Linked DNA regions of Mus musculus: region 1 is linked to region 2. The links are chromatin contacts, called in public promoter capture Hi-C maps. All regions are on one chromosome and are shown on one strand. Each heading gives the region's core, a stretch centred on a gene start, on an enhancer-like site or on the middle of the called end of the contact. The rest is flanking DNA. Distances are from core to core; before and after follow the strand shown. Region 1 overlaps Tmcc1 (transmembrane and coiled coil domains 1). Region 2 overlaps Ift122 (intraflagellar transport 122).

Region 1 (4,944 bases), core at 136-2,635, 190 kb before region 2:
AGTGAACCCCTTCAATCCCAACATTTGAGAGGCAGATGGAGTGAATTGCTGTGAGTTCAAGGCTAGCCTGGTTTATATAGTGAGTTCCAGGATAACCAGGGCTACATGATAAGACCCTGTATTTAAAACATAATAATAATAAGGTAGATGCAGGGCTAAGGACATGGCTCAGTCTGTAAACCCTTCCCGAGAACAAGCTCAAGGATGTCCAGAACCCATATAAAAACCAGGGCAGTGGCACATTTGTAACCTCAGTGCTAGGGGGGAAGAGACAAGGATTCCTGGTGTTTGCTGGTCAGCCAATCTAACTTAAATCTGTGAGTTCCCAGTTTGGTGAAAGACACTAAAAGGTGGAGAACATTTGAGGAAGGTAACCAATGTCATTGACCTCTAACCTACACATTGACCTCTAACCTACACACACACACACACACACACACACACACACACACACACACACACGTATGCATAAATTTCTAATGTCCAAAAAGAAATGGGCTGTCACCACACTTCCCATGATATAGCAAGATTGTGAAAGGAACCAGGAGGAACCAGGAGGAACCCTGTATTCATAGTCTCCATAGACTCACCAAAAATAAAGTAGATAAGTTTTTTGTTTGAGACATTCTCATGTACACGAGGCTGATCTAAAATTCCATATGTAGCCAAGGGATGACCTTGAATTTCTGATCCTCTTGCCTCCGCTCCAGCGTTGGGATTAGAGGGTTACACCGCTATGCCTATTTATACTGTGCTGGGACTGATCCCAGAGTCATGTGAGTTCTAGGTGAGCACTCTCCCAGCTAAGCCATAGCTTCACCCACACACTCACATAACATTTTTGGTGAACTAAGAAATGGTATATGTGAAGTTGGGCAGATGTGAAAAGTGAAGTTATTAGGCATACCTTCAGTCCCACTGTGTGTGTGTGTGTGTGTGTGTGTGTGTGTGTGTGTGTGTGTGTATGTGTGTGTCCCCATTACCAAAGGCATATTTTCTGAATGTTCAACCTGCTCTGTATTAAAATGGCAGAGAGGGTTTGAAACTCCTCAGGTAGGTCACAGGGTCTAGAAACAGGAGGCTTCCAACCTCCTGTCCAGTCAGATTCAGGATGTTTGTGATATCAGTTGAATGAATCAATGGCTTCTTCAGATTCCTCACTTCCTTTTTAAAGAGAACTTTTTTCCTATCTTTTACTAGTGTGAGCTGTTTATGATCGGTGTTGAAGGTGTTTTTTATGTCATTGCTTAATTGGACTGGAGATAATCTCATGTGACAGCATGGAGCTCTTGTTTTGGAGTTGCCATTACTTTCTAGAACAGCCATTCTGTATAGCTGCCAACATGCCCTGGGTACTCTTGCTTCATATTGCAGTGATACTGCTTTGTCAGGGTAGAATTCAGCCTCACAGGGCTAGAGTCAGTCTGCTGACCTCATGCCACAGTACAGCATGTTCAAACCTGGGAGAAACCCAGGGGTTACTCGGCATATTCTTCCTCCTTCCTTACAAGCATGGAACCGTCACTGTCCTCGGAAACCGTATGTTGTATATGTGTGTGTATCTGTCTCTTTATAAATCTCCTCATTACTGTAGTTATACAGCTTTAAGTGGGGGGCTGGTTGCGGACACAGGAAACTGACCGAGCTGCTAGAACTTAGCACTTCTCAACAGCAAAGCTCAGCCAGGGCATGTGCTATTTTTAGACAGTGAATTTGAGATAATAGAGAATCCTGTTATGTTTTCTGTTTGTTTCACTCATAGCTATTCGGACTGAGTGCGAGGGGGTTTGTGTGGCTATGTAAGTCATGATTGGATCATACTAAAGTATCCAACACTCGGGTATGGGAGCCTGTTTCCATGCCGAATAGACGTTGTTTGGGGTGTTTCAGGGTAAAAAGTTACCAGAAAATAAGCATTCCCTTCAGTGAACAAAAGAGTTTCATTTGCCTTGACGGATTGGGAAAGGCTTGGGTTAAATGTGAAGATGCCAGGCATGCATAACAAATAGGAATTTGAGTTAAAGCCAGTTTGAAATATTTCTCACGTTCTTCTTTTAATAAAAGGATTCTTATCACTGAGCTACTTGTTTTCAGAGCTTTTCCTGTGACACAATGGTTTCCTGAATTATGAATTATGTACACCTCTGTTAATTTTCATCTTTTGATCAACACCACAGGACTGTGTAATGAACTAAACAGGAAGATGATCCAGCTTTATGCAACATCCCCCTATGTTCACATTTCATATTTAGTTCTGAATAGAAACTAGGCCATTAGATTGAATTTACTATGGGTCGATTTTATAAACACTACATAATACTTTATAGAACATGATTTTTTTTTTTAAAGCAAAACCAGTTCTTTAGAGGGACACACACACACAGTCTAAAATTAATACTGTTTGCTGGTGAGCAGTTGGACTTAAGCTCCAAACAGATTTTTTACTCTGGAGTTTGATACTTTAAATGCTGGCTTTATTAGCAGATTTGTGCCTGTGATCTGTACTCTCTTTTTCTGTTTGTTCTAATTCTTGAATCCTAAAACCTTGGCAGATCTTGTGTTTGTTCTGAAGTTATAAAAGGTCAGTTTGTTTATCAGTGTTTTATTAAGAATGCTAATACATGAGCGGGAGAGATGGCACAGTAGTAAGAGTGCTTACTCTTCCAAAGGACCCAAGTTTGGTTCTGAGCACTTACAGCAAGTGAATCTCAACTGCCTGTAACTCCAGAACTGGAGAACCTGGCACCTCTGGCCACGGTGGAAGTTGGGACTCTTATTTACAAACACATAATTAAAAATTATAAATCTGTAAGAAAGAAAAAAAGAATGGTAGTGCAGGATGAGCTGGGTGATATGAAGGAAAGTATTCATAGAAGTGCCTTAAGAGAGAGGGAGACACCATCAGTTGCATCTTATACGCCATCAGTGCCAATGTGGGGCAGAGACATGAGACAGAATTGAAACACTTCAGTTGCCTTTACCTAGTACTTCCATTAACTCCTAATGTAGAGATCTTTCTAGACCTGGGGTGACCTAACAGAATTTAGCTCAGTTATAGATACTTGCATTGCATGCAGAAGCCCTAGGTCCAGTTCTCAGTATCCCCTACATACACACAATTTTCTGAAACATAATGTACCTGAGTTTCTTAGATTAGACTATATCCTTAGTTCACTATCATGTCTCTTACTCAACCTAATAATCTACTCTGGTCACTAAAGTGATCTCATTGAAACAAAAATGTAAATATTCAGCAATGAGATACCTGCTTCCAGCATCTCAGCTTCCTGACAGGACTAAAGACATCTAGAGGCTGTAAACTGAGATCTGAATTCCTTTCTACACTACAGAATTAACAATTCGGAGAAAAAATTCACAAAATGAAAGTGTAGCTGACTGTAGGAAACCAGTGTGGAATTTGAAGAAAGGGGAACTCTAGTAGTCAATGTCTCCAGAGGTCGGTCCATTCTAAAGATTTCTGCCCATTTCCTTTCTCAGTAACCCTGCAATGGCCACACCTTTAGGTATTATTGTTAAAGCCACATGTATAATACAGACATTTTAGACAATTCCTTGACTGTATCAAATGAGCTTTTTCTACAGATGCTCAAATATTTATTGTGGCAACTTAGAACAAGTTAGCCACATACAATCGCTGTACTTAAGTATATTTTAAAGTTTAAAGTACAGTGTACTTTAAACCTAAGTTTTATATCTAGTAAGCTGTTACTTTAAGTGGTTGGGTTTTTATGATATAAGATTTCTCTCACAGTCAGACCTCTGACACGTGGAGGCTAAAGGTCACCTTCAGGTGCTCTTCTTTAGGAGCTGTCTACCTTGTCTCTTTACAGTAGGGTCTCTTCCATGAACCTTGAGTTTACCATGTAAGATAGGCTGGCTGACCAGCAAGCTCCAGAGTTTGGCCTGCTCCTGTCTCCCTAGCACTAGGATTCTATGTGTCCTCGTGCCTGGCTTTTTTATGTGTATGGGAATCAAACCCAGAACCTCAGTCTGTGCAACAAAAGCAAGACTTTACTGACTGAGCGAGCCTTCTCCTCAGCTCCTTAACTTTCCTTATTAACATAAAACCAGGGGGCTGGAGAGATGGCTCAGCAGTTAAGAGCACTGACTGCTCTTCCAAAGGTCTTGAGTTCAAATCCCAGCAACCACATGGTGGCTCACAACCATCTGTAATGAGATCTGACTCCTTCTTCTGGTGTGTCTGAAGACAGCTACAGTGTAGTTACATATGTATAACAATAAATAAATCTTTAAAAAGAAAAAAATGTAAAACCAGGTCAGAAGATTGGAGAAACAAAAGAGGATAGAGGTTTTTTCCTAAACCAATGTCTCCTTTGTGCTCAGAAGAGGGTATCACATCCCTTGCTCCTCTGCAAGAGCAGCCACTGTTAACCATTATCAACCAGAGTTGAGCTCTCTGTCCATCCCCCAGGGATGGTTCTTAATGAAATTGCCCAATACCTGTTTATCTCGTGATTGTCCCTTGTGGGAGCAGTGGTAAATTGTTTGTGTTACTTGTTTTCTTGTTATTCTCCATTGAATTAATTATATTCCAGATTACTTCTGTGTTTTGGGGCTAAATGGAGGAAAGAGGAGATAGGATTTACAACTAAGAACAGCTTTTGACATTTGCAATGAGGAGATCTGAAGAGCTACTGAACTACTTTGAAGTGTAAAAACTGGATTAGAATCCTACAGATACCTCTGTGGCCATGTGGTCAGGGTTCAGTCTGAACAGAAGCATTTTTCTCAAGACAGGGTTTCTCTGTGTAGCCCTGGCTGTCCTGGAACTCACTTTGTAGACCAGGCTGGCCTGGAACTCAGAAATCCGCCTGCCTCTGCCTCCCGAGTGCTGGGATTAAAGGTGTGCGCCACCACCACCTGGCTGTGCCTGCACTTTTATTTCTTATTATGAAATAAGAT
Region 2 (4,662 bases), core at 2,064-4,563:
GGGGTGAAGTTGCGGGCTTCCCCTTTGTATATGTCCTAGCCAGTGCAAGGCAGAGTAGAACGGGAATAGGCCGAGAAAACACATGTAGCAACAAAAGGCATCAGGTGAATGGTAGGCCTACAGGGCATTGTAAATCAAGCCTCCGGAGAAAGTCTAAGGTTGCTGGAAGGGGCTCGCTCAGACGCTAACCTGAGAAGCAGGCATGGAAATCAGAGGGACAGAGGTGCCAGGGGCCTATCCAGAGACGGCAGTTTACAGAGGTGTGTCCTCCTCTGTGCTACCCAGTTTCTCCTCCCTTCTCAGAGGATTGCTCTATCTGCCACCCACACACGCCTCTCAGGGGTGCGTCCCTTTGCTTGTGTGGGGGCACACCAACAATCCCCCAGCCCCTGCTCTGCTGCCCCTGGCCAAAGAGTTTCTCAGCAGCATTTGCTTCGGCAGGTCTGTGGGGGCCTGGGCCCTCCCGAGGGTCCTCACTCTGTGGGACACACTCACGAGTTGCCGTCCCTGGGACTGTCGTCCTCTTCCTCTTGCTCTTCCTCCTCTGCCTCACTACCCTGACTATTGTACACTGTTGACTTCAGAATGGAAGGGATTTCCTGAACATATTTGTTGACAATGACATCCTCAGCATCCTCGTTCTCTCTGCTCATCCAGATAGTCTCCCATCGGCTGTAGACAGTAAGGGGATGTTCACAATCACATCACCTAGGACTACACTGAAGCTATAATTTCAAAACCTGCCAAGGAGCCCCTGGACCCTGCCCGGAAGAGAACAGCCACCAGGTACACTGGGCATCCTGCTGCTCATGAATTAAAAATGGTAGCTTGAAGCCACAAAGTCATCTGCAGCCACAAAATCAAACAGCAGGAACTCTGGGGTAGGCTAATGGCCTTGGAAGGCCTTCTATACATAAGGAGGGCCTCCGCTGGACAGAATTATTCAGGAAGAATTATAATAACCTGTAGTAAGAAAGGCAACGGAATTAAACAGCCTCCTCAATCAAGTGGGCAACCACCTGTAAAATAACACTAGGACAGTAAACAATTGAGCCCTTTAATTTACCCTCAGAGAACTCCGTGGGGATAGGCTTAATAATATTATAGAATTACGCAAAGAGCCGCGAGAGCTTTTAGTCCACCATCAAAGTCACATGGCATAAAAGAAAAGTAAGTTTGAGGTTTGAGCAAGTAGTGCCAACTGTCTGCAGACCTTTAGGTTTTAGGGGCATTTGTAGGCTTAATTTTAACTTTTTGGCAAGGGAAATTAAAAAAAAAAATTACTCAAGAGAGTGCCATTCTGTTAACAGTGTAACAGGCGGGTGGGTGGGTGCATGCTCCTGGACATGAGGGAAGGGCCGATGAAGCAAGAAGAGAAGCACAGGGAGATCAGCACAATTAGTTCATGAAGAAGTCTCTCTTCTCTCTTCTCTCTTCTCTCTTCTCTCTCTCTCTCTCTCTCTCTCTCTCTCTCTCTCTCTCCTGGCCTAGATAGTTCATCTGCTTGGCTAAATCTCTGGGATTCATTCCAAATTTCAATATAGGCTCTTTTAAAACTTCATTTATAAAAACCAGGTTCCAAACAGACCAGGGAAGTGGGAGAGAGGACTTTAAACTACAGATGTCAGGAAAAGAAAAGGAACTCAGAAGGCTTCTTCTAATAGTGCCAGCCAGGAGAAACCCAGCCATGGGTACCTTGAAGGGTTCCAGCAGATGGACCATATTGGGGAGAGGGAGCCCCCAGGGCGCTCGATCTTCACTTTCTCTTCACCATTCTTGTTCCGTATACTGATGATGCCATTGGCCATGCCCAGAGCCAGGTACTGACCATCGTTTGTCCAGCTGCACACACAACCAACGGAGGGCATGGGAGGTGGGAAGGAGCACACAGAGGGTAGAAACTGTGAGGCAGCAGCCAGGCTGTGGTTTCATTGCTCCCGCGTATTCCTGACATAGACTCAGCTCAGACTGCCACTTACATCTGGAATCAGGGAGAACTTAAGGCAGGAATGTCTAATCCAGATGGCATCTATCCCCTGACTGTGCACACATCTCCACGGCAGTCTGCACTCATGACTAGGCCCTATTTTCTGCTTTACAGTTCAACTCCCTCCCAATCCATGGGCTCTCAGTAAACAGACTGTCTTATGCCTTTTTAGCCTTCAAACAGGGCTTGACATGTCATTCAATAAATGTTGAATCTCAGAGTGCCTTCAAAGGCTGCTCAGTTATAGAGCGCCTAGGCCTGCTGGTGCTTTGAGTGTTTCGGGAAATGGTATTGTTATCACCATTGCTCCATGATTTAGTAAGCACCCAAGGTCACCGGCCTATCAGTGGCAGGATGCAGATTCTGGTCTGAGTCTAGCACCAACGTCAGAGGTTCCTGTCTGACTTTCCCACCGCATACGCCCATGCCGTCTCCCATGAAGGTTATCAAAGGCACCAGCCTTTCCCATCAAGGAGACCAGAGAAGGAAAAAGGGAAACACGGGAAGCCTATCCCAGCTGGCCAACACCACAGTTTCTCTGTGGGTGAAATCAGAGGCTGTGGGAGTCTGCTGGGGAGAGAAAGGAGCACAATGCCTATTGTCAGAGCCTCCCTAACTTACCTGCAGCACGTGATCTTGCTGCTGGATTTGTGCTTGGACACAGACTTCTGCTCAGGAGACCATAACCCTTCAGTGTTAGACAATAGAAAAGAGAGCAAGACTATTCAGCAATAGAGAAAACTAAACTATCCATTCATACAAAACTCAAATCTCCAGGGTCTTATGCTGAGTTAAGAAAAAGAAAAAGCCAACTTCCAAAGGCTTGACACCATAGAAATCCATGAATACAACATACTGGATGGCAACCACACACCTGCAGAACACATCTGTGGCTCCTGGGATTGTGGGTATCAAGGGGCAGGCACTGGTATGGGAATGGGATCCTGTACTGCAGTAGTGGTACACTGCACATGTGACTGAAGGACAGAATTAAAACACACTGTGCCCCCCACCTCCCTGGTTCCTGGACTGCCCATTAGGTACCCACTGGGCGCCCAGTAGGAGAACTGGGTGAAGAATGCACAGCACTGCTCTGCAATGTACTGAGAATCTACAACTGTTTTTTGTTTTTTTGTTTTTGTTTTTGTTTTTGTTTTTTTTTAAAGAAAAAAGAAAAAAGGTAGATGGTGAAGTTCTCTAGCCAAGTTCTTCAGGGCTTAAATCCCAAAGAAAAGGACAACTTAGCTGCTCATAGCTAGGGCATGGCCGCCAGAGACCAACTCAGCATTAAAATATAAGTTAAGGAAGTGGAAAGTGCAGGAGGGAAGCTGTAAAGCTTCCCACTGATGACCCAATCTCAGACAGACAGACAGACACCATGTGCCCTCATGCCTAACCTCTAGTGTTTGTAAATAAAGGGTGTGACAGCGGGTACAGACAGTGAAGTTAGTAGGAAACTGTGAGAGGGAACAAGAGGCTTGGGGAGGAGAGGGCAACAGACACGAAGTGGGAGGACACCAGGAAGGGAGCGGGGATGAGGTCAAGAGGCTTGTTTGACAGTGCCACCATCGAACAACCTAACTCGTTGTTAAGCTAATAAAAGTAAAATGAGTAATGAGTGCGCTTTTGGAGAGTCCCCTTTCTAGGCCTCTGTCACTGCACATGACTGTATGTGAGCTGTGCACTGCGCATGGCACACTGGATCAGTTCAGGCTTGCTCCCTCCAATCCCCAGAGGTGGTCCAGTGCCCTCAAAACAGACAACAAAGCCAATTCTACCCTGCCTGGGCCGTGAAGTACGGCTACGTGAAATACAGAGCACATCCAAATTTACACAGCCAAGTGCATCCACAGAGAGCAGAGGAAGCCGTGAGTGGATGGAGTCCTGGGTGAATGTGTAATCTCGCATGGCTTCGTGTCAAGCAAGGATGCCACAGCTTCGAGTAAGACTGGGGGAGATGGTAGAGCCTTCCCTTTCTGCTCCATGGGTGGATATTGGCAATACATGCAGAAAATGTCCAAGACAACTTTCCTCCCAGATGTTTATGGCCTGAAGACTGTGCCCTGCTGAGACTGCTCTGACAGAGATTAGCTAAACCTGTCTCCTTGATCCAGCTTCTTCACTCAGCTGTAAGTAAGAATACTGCCTCTATATTCAACTTCATACAATAAACACACTGGGCTTCCGGAGAGTTGTGGTCCACACAATCCCAGTTTTCCCAACTGCGTCTTATCTTTCCTTCATTCCCAGTTTTCCCAACTGCGTCTTATCTTTCCTTCATTCCCAGCTGTCCCAGTCACATGAGTCCCCAGAGTCCCTGTAGCTAAGCAAGGTTGAAAAGGGAAATGTCTGTGAAATGCCAGTCTTCCCCTCCCTTTTTTCAAACATTTCCACCCCACCCATGCATTCTGTCTGTGCTCCACTGCAAGAGCAGGAAGCCTTCAGCACAGGAGCCTTCCTGCCAGCCTCCCTCGGGAATATTTGCACTCAAGCTCTGCACATAGTGGCCCTACTCCTTGGGTGCTGGCTAAGTGACTGCCAGTGACATCGGAACCATATTGAGCCCGTGTTTTCTCCTTCCCCGGGAGAGTAGGAATGAGAGAAACACTGCTTCAGGAGTTGGCGCAGAGCTCATGTTTGTTTATTTTTTTAGTGGCTCTCAAGCCATAGGAATT

What was found. Capture Hi-C pulls out chosen DNA fragments and counts their contacts.
Region 1: a promoter capture Hi-C map of adipose tissue shows a contact between it and region 2. The contact joins two enhancer-like sites. A contact is called at or near these places in 1 of 15 datasets of contacts at CTCF or cohesin (large pre-B cells), 1 of 484 Hi-C or Micro-C datasets (rod photoreceptor) and 3 of 9 other capture datasets (adipose tissue, liver and pancreatic islet).

The regions. Positions count from the first base shown.
Region 1 is chr6:116,069,607-116,074,550 of GRCm38.p6, reverse strand. The region is part of intron 3 of Tmcc1 (transmembrane and coiled coil domains 1); the gene reads left to right. Among named protein-coding and RNA genes, the nearest start is that of Plxnd1, 77 kb to the right of the region's middle. Within about 2 kb of position 1,385, at least 96 of the 459 cell types and tissues checked have an H3K27ac peak or open chromatin away from gene starts, as enhancers often do. A contact at or near this core is called in adipose tissue, where this site is marked.
Region 2 is chr6:115,878,657-115,883,318 of GRCm38.p6, reverse strand. It overlaps Ift122 (intraflagellar transport 122), which reads right to left. Exons shown (of 29, transcript NM_001167763.1): 6 at 2,609-2,675; 7 at 1,696-1,842. Among named protein-coding and RNA genes, the nearest start is that of Ift122, 27 kb to the right of the region's middle. Within about 2 kb of position 3,313, at least 19 of the 459 cell types and tissues checked have an H3K27ac peak or open chromatin away from gene starts, as enhancers often do. A contact at or near this core is called in adipose tissue, where this site is marked.